Linked DNA regions of Drosophila melanogaster: region 2 is linked to region 1. Evidence: chromatin contacts called from public targeted proximity ligation data. All regions are on one chromosome and are shown on one strand. The core of a region is the stretch at or near the end of the contact, and the rest is flanking DNA. Distances in the headings are between cores, read along the strand shown. Region 1 holds the start of Tif-IA. Region 2 holds the start of cta (concertina).

Region 1 (6,742 bases), core at 1,720-4,219:
GAAAAACGTATTTCTTTTAAATTTCTACATTTTTCACTTTCTCCGCTTTATTCTTATTTATTATTAGTCTTCGTATATGTCGGGCATCAACCGCAGATTATCAATGCTTCTTGAAAAGTTAATAATGAATATAAAACATTCACGAATCAGATACAAAAATCACTTCATGTGAAGTAATTCAATTCGTTAGTGTTTCGGAAGCTCACAGAGATATAACAGAAAGAAATTCGATTACATCATATTTATTTCGTAATTGAGGTCTAGGAAAAATTCCAGGAAATTACAATCCGTGCAAAATTTTGGATTCGGAAAAATTGAATTTTAGATATTTAAAGGCTTCAATCGTTTGCCCATGATTGCCCACCAATTAGTTTTTTTTTTTGCCCACGTCCATTTTTTTAGATATAAATTTTTAAAAAAGTTCGAAAATCAAAAATTTCGCTTTTATTAAAAAAAATTTTTTATCGCAATAACATCGTTTGCCCACCCTATCGAATTTTGAAAAAATGTATACTTTAGAAAATATAAGACATTCAAGTTTACCTCGGTCTACTCAGAGAATAAAGCGTTTGACCAAAGACACTAGAATAACAAGATGCGTAACGGCCATACATTGGTTTGGCACTATGCAGCCACTTTTTTGGTGACGGCCAAAATTACTCTCTTTTCGCTCACTCCCGCTGAGAGCGTAAGAAATCTAAAAATATAATTTGGTTACTTGTGTGAGTAAAAACAAGAGACGAGAACGCGTATGTGTGCGTGTTGTGCTAGAAGACTATTTTCGTTCCGAAATCAATTCTGATCGAAGAAACGAATTTACATTGTACATATTAGGGTAGTTTTTGCTAATTTCCTAGCAATATGATAAAATAAAAAAAATTTTAAAAATTCGCGCCCTGACTATTATAATTTTAAAGTTTTTTAAATTTGTTTGTTAAAATTTGTTATGTTTAATTCTAATTTGTCTCTCATCTGACAATTTTTTAAAAGCGAAATATTTTTTTTTAAACACTTTTAATGTTAATGTTACATCCTTTTAAGTCAAATGACTTAATAAATATACTTATTAATAGGAAGTACAATAGAAATTATTATAACTACTGTAATTTCATAAATTTCATAAAAATATGATAACTAGAATTATTCTAGTGTCTTTGCTTTGTTCATATCTTGAGGCACGAAGTGCGGACACAAGCACTCAACAATCATTGCCTTATTAATTTTTCACACGCCTCAAGATGAATACTCTAATGACAAATATTCTTGAAATTTATTTTTGTGATAATATGTACATAGATTTGGCTATTTCTATTCTATTCTATCAAATAATAATAACGTTAAGGCAATGCAAAACAAGAATTTTTCGCATGGTACTAATTGATCAAAAATAATATAGATTTAAAGTCAAAGAACTTTGAAGGTGAAGGGCATATTTTGTCAAATTTACAATGCATGAGCATACGTGTGCACACATACAGTTGTCTGCTATCACTTTATGTGTGATTCGCTGTAGCGCTCTCAGCTCTCTCGCTCTCTAACAAAAATTCGAGAGAGCCTGGAGCCATCTATAGAGCCACGGCGAAAAAATCGTGGCGAAAAACGTTTAGACCGAGGTAAACTTATATTTTCTAAAGTATACATTTTTTCAAAATTCCAAAGAATGGGCAAACGTGGACAAACGATGTTATTGCGATTTAAAAAAAATGTTTGAAAAAAGTAAAATTTTTGATTTTTGAAAATTTTTAAACTCTTTCGAAAATTTATATCTTAAAACCTGGACGTGGGCAAAAAAAAAAACTTATTGGTGGGCAAACATGGGCAAAAAATGGGCAAACGATTCCAGCTTTTAAATTTCAAAAATTCGATTTTTCCGAACCCATCTTCTTTGAGCTGAAGAGTTTAAATCATTTTGACTTAAAAACAACAAGGACTGAGTGTAAGGTATAAATCAGCAAGCTTTATATAAATTAATAAATTAGTAAAGTACTTACTTTTGTAAAACTAGTTGAAAAACAAGTTCTTCGAAAATAGGCTTGTATTCTAATAACCAAAGCACGTTATACAGATACCCTGCCGTCACATGGTACGGCTTTTTGAAATAGGGGAATTTGGCGGATATGGCATCTATGATAATATCGAAAGCCATTGGCACGGCAGTTAAGATGCGATCCAGTACTTTATGGATGGGTTTCAACTCATTTCGCACGTGCTCCGAAGGGCATCCGTGGACCCAATCGGATTCATCCATATCTCCAGGAATCCAGTGGACAATTAGTTTAGAGACTCCAATCGGTAAATATCTATTATGGGTCACCATTAGTTCGATACAAAATTCAGTATAAGCTTCGATTATCTCTGAACTTCTTTTCTTCCAGTTAAGGGACAGTAACGCCTCGACAACGGTTACAAATTCTGGAGTCAAATTATGAACAATTCGTTTAGCATCTTTTATGATTATTACAACCTCATCATCCTTAAAAAAAGAAATCAAACGTAAAGAATAACCAACAATTATGTTAATTTAACTTACGCTGAGTTCTGCTTCCCGGAGGAAGTATGTGAACTCCTTGACCAGATGGAAATTTCGTTCTTCTAGGGCAACGCGCACTGATTCTGCGAGCCCCTTCTCTTTGGGTGTGGAAAATCGAACTTTGTTGATGGCCACGGCATTTGCCTGATTTCGTTTTACGCCAGAAAACGTCTTTAAAATGGAAGTCACATCCGTCTTACTCGTGTAGAAGGACATATTAAATTAATAATAGCTTTATTTCTGTTTGAACTTAATGTTCGAAAGGATAATCCACACTGACGTAAAATGCATACAAATAAGTTCTAGATAATAAATTATTTTTGAAAGAGAATTTCATTTTTATTTTTAAAGCACAAATCGTAAGAATTTTACTTGGAAATATGCACGTTGTTTTGAGTTCCAATAATCAGTGTGGCCATAGAATTTCGAAAAATTATACCGCACACCCTCCATAAATACACGTTCTTTACTTTTGCTTTTTAACGTGCTCATTGAGCAAAATTTAATGTTAGTCTAAATTAAAAAACTCGTTTTATTTAACTAATATACTAACCCTCAAATTCTTTTTTCCAAGCCAAAGATAATAAATAGCTTTTTTTTTAAATTTTCATCACCTAGACGCATAGTTATTTCTAATCGGGACAGATTGACAGAGAAATTGCTATTTTTGCTTAATTTTGTATTAAAAAGCGTTCTGTCCTTGATGGTGGAAGAATATTTGACATCCCAGTTTAACCATTTTAAGGGGCTAACGCTACAGTCAATATAATAGACGTTTTAAATTTTCCGAAACATCGATATTTATTGTAGACTATGGATGCTATTAGGATCATCGCTATTCGAATAACAAGAAGAAGACCTAGAACGCTAAAGGTATGCCGAAGAAATACAAAATCAAATACAAAATGTACATATATAAAAAGATATCCTTAAAATGCAACTGTTTGAACAGCTCTCACTGATTTTTAATTTTCTAATATAACCAGTTATACCAGTTTAAATCTAATTGATTTTATATTGTAATTTTATTATACGTTTTATATTTAATTTATTCTACATATTAAATTAAATGAATTTAATAATATTTAAATCTTTTTTCTTATATTTCAAGTGTAAATGATAATATTAATTTTATTTTAGAGAACATCGGAAAACTTCGATGTTACATCCACGATTTTTGTGAAAAACATCGATGTTTCGCGCTGAAACTACTACAATCTTTGAAATTAGATTCCAGAAAAAAAAAAAACAATTTATCCTATGACGATGAATTATGCGGATCTCGCCTATATAGATTCATATATTTCTTATTAAACTATTTCATTACGCTAAGAAATGAACAGTGTGGCATGTACATATATGCTGTTAAATATTTATATGAGTGGCTTTTATAAAATTAATTATTAATTATTATTCGGTTTTTTTTTTACGATTTTTTCGATATGTAAAGCGGACACACGAAATGAAAAGTAAATGCCTTTTTTCATATTAAAACAGAACTTATTTACTCAAGAGAAGAAATAGTTTACTCAGTGGTCTATTGATGCTTATTGCACATCATAACAAGATCATTCTGCCACTAATTTATTTAATAAAATTTTTATTGCTGACGCCACTTCAGATTTGACTAACAAAATTTTGATGTCGGCAACAAAAGTTTGGATTTGTCAAGGGGTCAAACATTGTTGGTGAAACGAAACAGGCATATAAAATATATAGAAGGAATTCATTAATTTATTTAAAGGAGAGCCAATAGTGTTGTTTGTAAATAATTCTATTTGATTTAATTACTTAAGTGGTCAAAGTGCCACAAAAAAGAAATTGCGGACATCGTAATTAAAACTATGAAATATGTGGCAGCTATGTTGTCTGGAACAGCTTAAACAGCTGTTTACCGCTGAATGCATATTGCGATATCCAAACTATAGAACAAATTTTCCAAAAGCAGAGCACCTAAAAAAGAAATCAAAAGATTTTGGCTAAATCGAATTCGAAAAAAATTACGATTATCAGATCATGAATGACTTTTCTTAAAAGGGAGCAAATTAATACTGAGTAAGTCCCACGGTAGTAAAGACTTAGGCAGAACGGTTCCTGAAAATTAAAATTATTAAATGGGGCAGGACTTTATCTTCCTTAAGGTTATATGTATCTTCAAAATTGTATCAACAAATTCGCTTAAATCACAAATTATTCCCATAGCGCATATTAACGTCTTGGAGTTGAACACTTCTCTCAGCGATTATTTGTATCTAGACATTTGTATGTAGTGCAATTTTATATATAATGTTTTTATATAATGTAAATATATGTATTACATAAATATTGCATTAAATCCTTATTAATACCAAATATTCAGACTTGGGACTATTTTGCTTCTCTTAAAAGATTAAGCTTATTGTGTAACTTAGTGTGGACGGTACATAATATTTAGTTTCTAAACTCTTAATTGCTATCAGTGGCAACGCTATTCAAGTAGCCATCTTTCTTTCTTTTCTCAACTATACGACCGCGTGGACGTAAGTTCAACGAGTTTTGTTGAATATTTCTTCATTATGACTTGAAAAAGATCTAATAAGCCTCTTTTTTATAGGGGATTATAAATAAAAATGACCAACTCAAAGGGCTATCGTCGCGGCACACGGGACATGTTTTCCCGTCCCTTCCGAAAGCATGGAGTTATTCCGTTGTCCACATACATGCGGGTTTTCAAGATCGGCGACATCGTTGACATTAAGGGACATGGTGCTGTACAGAAGGGTTTGCCCTATAAGGCATATCATGGCAAAACCGGGCGCATATTCAATGTGACTCAGCACGCCGTTGGTGTAATAGTAAACAAACGCGTAAGAGGCAAAATCCTTGCTAAGCGGGTCAATGTGCGCATTGAGCACATCCACCACTCCAAGTGCCGCGAAGATTTTTTGCGCCGCGTAAAGGAAAATGAGCGATTGCTGAAGGAGGCGAAGGAAAAGGGACAATGGGTCAGTCTGAAGCGCCAGCCGGAACAGCCGAAGAAGGCGCACTTTGTTAAGAAACTTGAAGAACCGATTGCTCTGGCCCCGATTCCATACGAATTCATTGCCTAAAGGCATTTTACTGCTCGGAAATTGTACGGAATGAAATAATATTTGATATAATTTCAGTAAACAAAAAAAATGTGCCCAATATAAACAGACTTTGTAATTTTCATTTTGCAATAAGGTCGGCGTCCAACTAAAGTTTTGATCAGCGACAACGTCTGCTTATTATTGAAAGGTTTTTATGTTCAAAGTCATTTGATACTAATTACCTACCATTTTGAGTAAAATGTTCTCGACTTGTTTATTTATAAACATTTATTCACTCAAACCACAGTAGCTCACAGATTGTTTCTCGCAGTTGCGAAATTGCTGCTAGACTAAGAAAGATAAAATCAAATCCGTCCTCAAGGCTACGGCGAATATTTGATTACATTTATGTCTGCGGACAGTGCTGGAGTAATATATACGTGAGGGCATTTCCAGACGAGCCAAGTCTTGACAATTGCTGCTGTGGTTTGGCCTTTTCTACATTTTGCATCAGGCTTGTGGCCTTTCAGTGCCACATACGCCAACCATATCGTGATCTCCGTCATGCTCTCCCATAGGTTGTTTTGAAGCTCTGAAGTTGATCGACATCCATCAAAACTAAAATTGTTTAATTTGTGTGCGTTAGCAAAAACAACGTCGTCTCAGATCGGAATTGAAAGATCAGCTGTATTTAATTGGTTTATGAAAGAATTTTTTCGTAATACTCCACCATTAAAATGTATCTGGACTACTTTCGTCCTCGATCCTGGTGTTAATTTTGGAGCTGATAGCTTTAGGTTTTCCAAGCCTCTCGTGGTCGTTGATGTACGGATACGGCCCAAACGGACCGTGCAATATATTAGCAGCTGGGTTGGGCTTACAAATTTCTGCAATAAGCCGCAGAGAGATGGCATTTCGTTGAAATGTAATCAAGCTCGGAAACTCAGTATATATGTATTAGTATTACAAATGTATTAAATGGACAATTTATTAAATATAAATATACTACACAGAAAAGATGCAGCATTGAAATAGCACATTATTTGGTTTTTATACACGTATACACGTTACTCGTAGAGTAAAAGGGTATCCTCGAGTCGTTAAAAAGTATGTAACAGGGGGCCAACCCAGCCCTAATCGGTACCATGGGATGAGCATCGCT
Region 2 (6,742 bases), core at 1,780-4,279, 730 kb before region 1:
AAAAACCTAAATTGTCATAGGGGCGCTATCCTGATGTTTTTTTTCTGGTGTTTTTGTTTTTCTTTTTTATTTCAACAAAAATCTATAAACAACAAACTGCATCCCATATAAACTTTTCATTTATGAAATTTTACAACTTTTAAGGGAAAAAATTTCAAAAACTTTCGCTTAAGCAGTTTTCTAAATGTCTCACATCAAAGATTTTTACTCAAGGTGCGCTAACCTGGTGAGGCGCAGTGTACATATGTATATTATTCATCAATATGAACAAGCGAATCGAAATATTCATGCTTGTCCGACCGTTTCTAATCAAACTAGCCTCTTGTCCAAACCTCTTCTTTCCATTGCACGAAATATAAGAGATGGAGCAAGATTTATATTGTTAATTTGTTTTATGAATGGATTAACAAAATATATGTGCAAAAGTTTGTGTTATGCTCATAACCGAATTATCGGTCTAAAACCTTGTTCGTTTCCGAGAAAAATCGACTAACACGTCAAAGTAGAAAATTAGACCTGGTTGGGGCCGGTGAAGAAATTCCATGAAATATCTTCAATTGTTTTTTCAAAAACAAGACATTTAAAAACATTCCCTGACTCACCCAAAGTAAACTCCTTACCCTTTCTGTGAACAAGAAACTATTACCCTTGAACAAGTCATTGAAAAAAACTCTGCATGCTTATAAAAAACAAAATGTTGTTCTTGAATGGAGATTTATTTTAAAAAATGCCTATAACAATTAAGTCCGTTTTGCAAAAGTATTTGATAGACTGTGCCTGGCAAAAATTTTGTAATGTGGACCATTATAATGTTTTTTAAATGATGATGCAGCGCGGGCCGGGCTTTATTTCAAGGCCCGCGGGCCTTTGCCAAAAAAATTGGGTTCGGGCCTCAAATTCGTCTTTCGTGCCCTAAGAAAAAAGCCCGCAGGCAGAACCGAAAGTTAAACTTGTTTGTCACAATCTAACAGGCGAGAACATCCTCAATAACGTTAAGGAAATTATGGAAGAATACAGTTTGGATTCTAATATCGATAAATCTATTTTGTTTGTGATCGGAGAAAGTATTAAAGATGTGCGCCAGTGAAATGCTCGATTCTGAAACCATAATTCAGCTGAAAAATAATACGTTAAATTCTTTACATAAAAGATGTGCACCATAAACGGCACATTATGTTGGACTCTTCTTAAATTCTCCCGTTAAGGAAATGTGTTGCTTATCGCCAAAAGTTAAGGAGAATGTAATTGTAACTGTCAAAGCAATGCTTTCAGAAATGCAAAGTGATGAGGAGTTTTATAGGATTAAGAACTGCAAGCCCAGATAAAAAGGGGTTAGGACTGTTTGCAGAATTTCAGGATTAAAAATTTTTCAAAAAAACTTAGTTACAACTAAATTCTTATGATATTGAAATAGAAAAATATTTAAATGGCTGTGCAGCTACTTCAGACCAAAATGTGTTAGAATTTTGGAAATGTAGTGAACTCAAGTTATTGAATTGCCATTCCGGCAAGCTCAGCGAATAGCAAAAGATTATTTTCTACCTCTGGAATTGTATTAAATGAGCGATGTACACGTTTAAAATGTTCTAATTTAAAAAAAAAAATATTTTTAAATAAAAACTTGTCATAAATTATGTTTAAAACACCAAAACTGTACTAAATATTAAGTTTTTTGCAATCAACTTTGTTTACAAAATATAAGAAATATAAATATAAGAAAACCGACATACTTTAAATTAAAAAAAATTGCATTGTTTTTATTTTTTAATTTGTTCGTGTTTAGCTTGGGCAGGGCCCCGGGCTTTTTTTGGGACTAGGTTTCGTGCTCGAGACGGGACGGGCCTCAAGAAGTAGGAAGTCTTCCATTACCTAAGTAGCGTGTATCTTATACTTGCGGAGCTCACAACTATAGGATTTCTCTTGTTTTTATATTTTTCGGTTACAAATATATAGCGCTTGTTGTATGTATGTATGTATGTATGTACATATATACTACTCGACCGACTTGCCTAGTCCTGTTAATTAAGAACACATACGTATAATTCTAGAATTGTTAGCAAAAAAACGTAACTTTTTAAATTAAATATATGCTTATAACATTGTACAGAAATTACATTTTAAACACATTATAATTTTTCCGCCATTGTACATAGACTTTAATTTGTCGAATATCTCCTTTACTTCGTTGTTAACATTTAAATAAAATAACCAACAGCAAGGGTTAGAAATCGATATCCCTAAATCACCTTACCTGACGTCGAAAGGTGTGTTTTTCTTTTTCCAGGAACTTATCAATCTCTTTGGACTTGTAGCGCTGCTCCAGTTCCTCAGGGGTACTACGCAGCCTTACTAGATATGTGATAATATTTCCGCAACATCGAAAGCAAGCAAAGCGCGAGGTCTGAAGCCGACTGCCCTGAAGTCGCAGTCGCTCTGCTCCATTCGATATTAGGCCGTCTGTAGACGTGGTCGCTGCTTCTGGTCCAGTTACCGCTCCCACCCGCGTGCGATGCTCTTCCATAAGATGAGTCAGAGTACCACTAAGCGTGTCACTATCTATGTTGTTTTCGACGCCGTTCGTGATGACATTGTTGTTTGGAATGGAAATTCGTTCTTGAGTTAATTTGGTCAATGTAATGCCAGACATCGCTGGCAAGCCAACGCCTGATGCTCGCACTTTCTATATACACACACGAACACCAATACGTCAAACACTCCCCACACTAACAGCAGATGCTCATCGTCTTGCTTTCGCTTTAATTTATAAACAAACACTTTTTGAATTCTGCATATTCTAATTGTAGGCCTCATATTAGATTAAAAGGCGATGTTGCCATCTGAAAGCCATAACCATTATTTCTACATGGCATCAGACTTAAACGCAACACAAATTCCGGAATAAAGTTCACACCAATAAGACACTGAACGTGATCGTTATTAGGTTATGACACTCTCAGCCATTACATTTACGTTTCTTTAGGAATATAATTGTAATTATATATGGAGCAAACAACAGCGGTGATAATAATTTTTGCCTGTATATAAAACATAAACATTCGTGTCAACTTTGTTATACCATGTTCCCACAGATCAGTTTTTCGGTGAAATTGGTTCCATATGTGAACCAATTTGACAATATTATAAGCAACAGGTCCAGCTCTTTAGTGTAAAGAATTATTAAAAACAAATTATTATATCGGGTTTACCAGGAATGTAATTTATAATTTAATTTTAAATTTTAAAGCATATAAGATAAAAAGAAAATGAGAAGAAAATATTATTCTTTAATTGGGAACAAAACAAATCAGTTACAATAACATTAATAAAAAAATTGGTTGTAGAATATTTCTTTAAAATTAAAACTTTATTTTAATGAAGTGACTTTTGGAGAGGGCACGTTCCCTTATAGGATGACCTGTATGGGATGAAAATTAAAAAAAAAAAAACATTTTTAACTTTTGCTATGGATACAGTAGCATTGATTGGTTTAATTCGCATTCTGTTTTATTTCGATATTAGGTTGATCCAATACACTAAAGCTAGGTAAGATTCAAAAAATATTTTTATATCTTAATCTTAATATCATGGCCATTAGCTTACATAGAGAAATAAATAAATAAATATTTATTCCGTTTTGCGTGCTCGCCACCTGTGTTTAAGATTTTTGGAATTCGTTTAGATTCTTTGTAAGGCTGTCAACTAATTAAAGCTAAGCTTAATATTGTTTAAGAGAGCTGGGCAGAAGGCTTTATTTCGGAAGCGGTGATCAGACTTGATGACAGCGTACTGTACTTTGCATCCGTCTTATAGCCCGGGGTGCAGCATGGCCGCCCTGGACGGCGGAACTACCAGGGTTCGAATAAACAATGTCACATCGAATTCAAACATTTTACACAATGTAATTCCGCAAGGTTCGCCAATTTCTGCGGTTTTATTTATGATTGCAATTGAAGAAATAAATAACATTGTAACTCGGCAAAAATATATTTACATCTCACTTTACAAAAATAAAAAATATTCATACAGTCAGCACAAAATTTTTAGAAATATTGCACGAAAATACCTCTCTGCCATTGAAAAATGCCAACTATTATAATTTGACGGAAAAAACGTTGTAATCTCTCCGCACAATAAATGATGTAAACTTTTTAAAAAATTTGGGGATGACCTTCGACTGCAAACTACTTTTCAAACAGCACTGTCAGATTCAAAGAAAACAACTGGAAACTAGATTTCACATTATTAAATTTCTATCATCTAAATATTCGTACATATAACTAAGACTCTCATAGATATTACGATTACGCACGCATTAATGCTATTTAAAATTGACTACCGTCTTCCAATCTGCGGCAGGCTAAGTGTTGGCGACAATACAAGGACAAAAGCAGGCTAAGTGTTGGCGACAAAAACAAGGGCAAAGGCAATGCTGTTGAGATTGGAGTGTGAAATTTGCTTATCAAATGGGCAGAGTTTATATTATGGGTTGGATAACTTGGCGGAATTCCGCGTAGAAGAAACTACATTGATGCTAATCTCGAAGCTGTACACCACGTCCAACTGCCTGCTAACCCATGACTTCGGAGCCATTTTCAAGCAAAAGCTGAATTTTTAATGCATATCCACTCTAACACGTTGCGCTGACTACATCAAGCAACTTGACCTCACCCTGCCTATGCACATTGGGGTTTCAAACAGCCTTCAGATCTACAAAGCTGAAAAAAAAGAAAGAAAAAGAAAAACTGAATTAATACCAATGGTTCTAAAGTCAACGACTCAACCACTTTTGTGGTCACCTTACTCTGGGTTCCCAATCATCAAGGAATCCACGGACTCGCTGACAACTGACAAACTCGCTGACAAAGCCGCCCAAGAGATGAGACTTACACCATCAGCCCTTTTGACTCTGCTTAGCTGCAAGGATATCCAAAGCTATACCTCAAAGAAAAGAGAACTCTCCGAATGGGCACTCTTAATGCACAGTTACCAGATTATTAAGCCAAATTGGATCATGTTCAAGCCACTACCGAACGTACAAGTTATTGCCCTACAGTTTGAGCAAAGACACTAGAATAACAAGATGCGTAACGGCCATACATTGGTTTGGCACTATGCAGCCACTTTTTTGGTGACGGCCAAAATTGCTCTCTTTCCGCTCGCTCACGCTGAGAACGTAAGAAATCTAAAAATAGAATTTGCTTGCTTGTGTGAGTAAAAACAAGAGACGGGAACGCGTATATGTGTGCGTGTTGTGCTAGAAGACGATTTTCGGGCCGAAATCAATTCTGATCGAAGAAATGAATTTACATTGTACATATTAGGGTAGTTTTTTTTTTTTGCCAATTTCGTAGCAATATGATAAAATAAAATAATTTTTAAAAATTTGCGCCCTGACAATTATAATTTTAAAGCTTTTTAAATTTGTTTGTTAAAATCGCCGCTCGAATTAGCTACCGTTTACACATTTATATTTATGTTTAATTCTAATTTGTCTCTCATCTGACAATTTTTTATAAGCGAAAACAGTGATGAAGTGCTCGCCACAAAATCTTCTGTAAATTGGCATTTTTCCGCCCATCTTATTAGCATTGTTGGATCCCTTTCAGGAAATCTAAACAATTTAAGAGCGGGGAAATCGCGCCTAGATTTCCGATAGTGGGATAAGCTGCACTTGTTCCCACTTATGTATCTTCTTTTTTTCTTGGCCATATCCATAAGATTATTCAAATGGGCCATTAAAATGTTTTTTTCTTTCACTTACAATTTATAAATTTCAACTCAAAACTTTGTCGAAAAGCAGCAGCACGTTATTTTAGCGCGTCAAATTACGAAAATACGTAAACACTATTCACTATTTATCACAATTACTATTTGCGCTTATATTTTTTTTCGTACTTTACTTTTGCAACAAAACGACTTTAGTTCAATATAAATTCGATTATATAGCGAAAATATCAAAAAATTGAGGAGCTCTGCGTATAGCCAACTTTAAGCAAACGGGCTAAGAGAAATTAAAAGGAAAAACAAAAAAAATTGGCGCGCTTTTCTTCCCACCCGAAATGGCGCGCTTTTTAAAATTATTGAATTGGAATATAACAAAAAAAAAAAACATACTGAAAAACAACTGAATCTAATGTGCATTTTAAATAATAAAAATGGATCATTAACATACATAAATCATATTAAGTCAAATGACTTATTAAATATACTAAATAATTAAAGGAAGTAAAATATAAATTATTATAACTACTGTAATTAAAGATTAAAAATTTTACAAAAAGAAGACATTACATTGAGAAATAAATAATTCATAAAAATAATACAAAGTAGAAAATAAAAATTTGTAAAATAAATAAAAATATGAAAACTTTTTATTGCAAAAGACACTAGAATTATTCTTTTGAGAGGGGAGGATGGTCGAGTTTCCGAGACATTATCGTTAAAAAAATCGGTCTCCCCTAATAGTGAAGCAATAGAAGCCTTCAAGAAATTAAAGTGCAGTTTGGTTTCTGCAGACGTAATACTCCACTACCCAGACTTTAAAAAAGAATTTCACCTAACAACGGACGCTTCCAATTTCGGAGTAGGCGCTGTTCTTTCACAAGAGAACAGACCAATCTCATTTTTATTGAGAGACGGAAGAAAATTATTCCACAAATGAGAAAGAAATGTTATCCATTATGTGGGCTCTAAAAAAGCACAACATTTACTTTTACGGTAAAGCAAAGGTGAAAATCTTTAC

The links.
Region 2: a targeted proximity ligation map of the Kc167 cell line shows a contact between it and region 1, with 3 times the contacts expected there. A contact is called at or near these places in 10 of 107 Hi-C or Micro-C datasets (the Kc167 cell line, the S2 cell line, brain and 2 more) and 2 of 7 datasets of targeted methods (both in the Kc167 cell line).

What each region holds. Positions count from the first base shown.
Region 1 is chr2L:22,246,103-22,252,844 of dm6, reverse strand. Tif-IA reads right to left here and starts at 2,969. Exons shown (of 6, transcript NM_176070.3): 1 at 2,531-2,969; 2 at 1,992-2,473. The coding sequence starts at 2,746. Nubpl (NUBP iron-sulfur cluster assembly factor, mitochondrial) reads right to left here. Exons shown (of 2, transcript NM_001273759.1): 2 at 5,857-6,742. It overlaps RpL21 (Ribosomal protein L21), which reads left to right and starts at 4,970. Exons shown (of 2, transcript NM_001299204.1): 1 at 4,970-5,049; 2 at 5,124-5,699. The coding sequence starts at 5,140. The coding sequence ends at 5,619.
Region 2 is chr2L:22,978,103-22,984,844 of dm6, reverse strand. cta (concertina) reads right to left here and starts at 3,029. Exons shown (of 6, transcript NM_001273767.1): 1 at 2,252-3,029. The coding sequence starts at 2,647.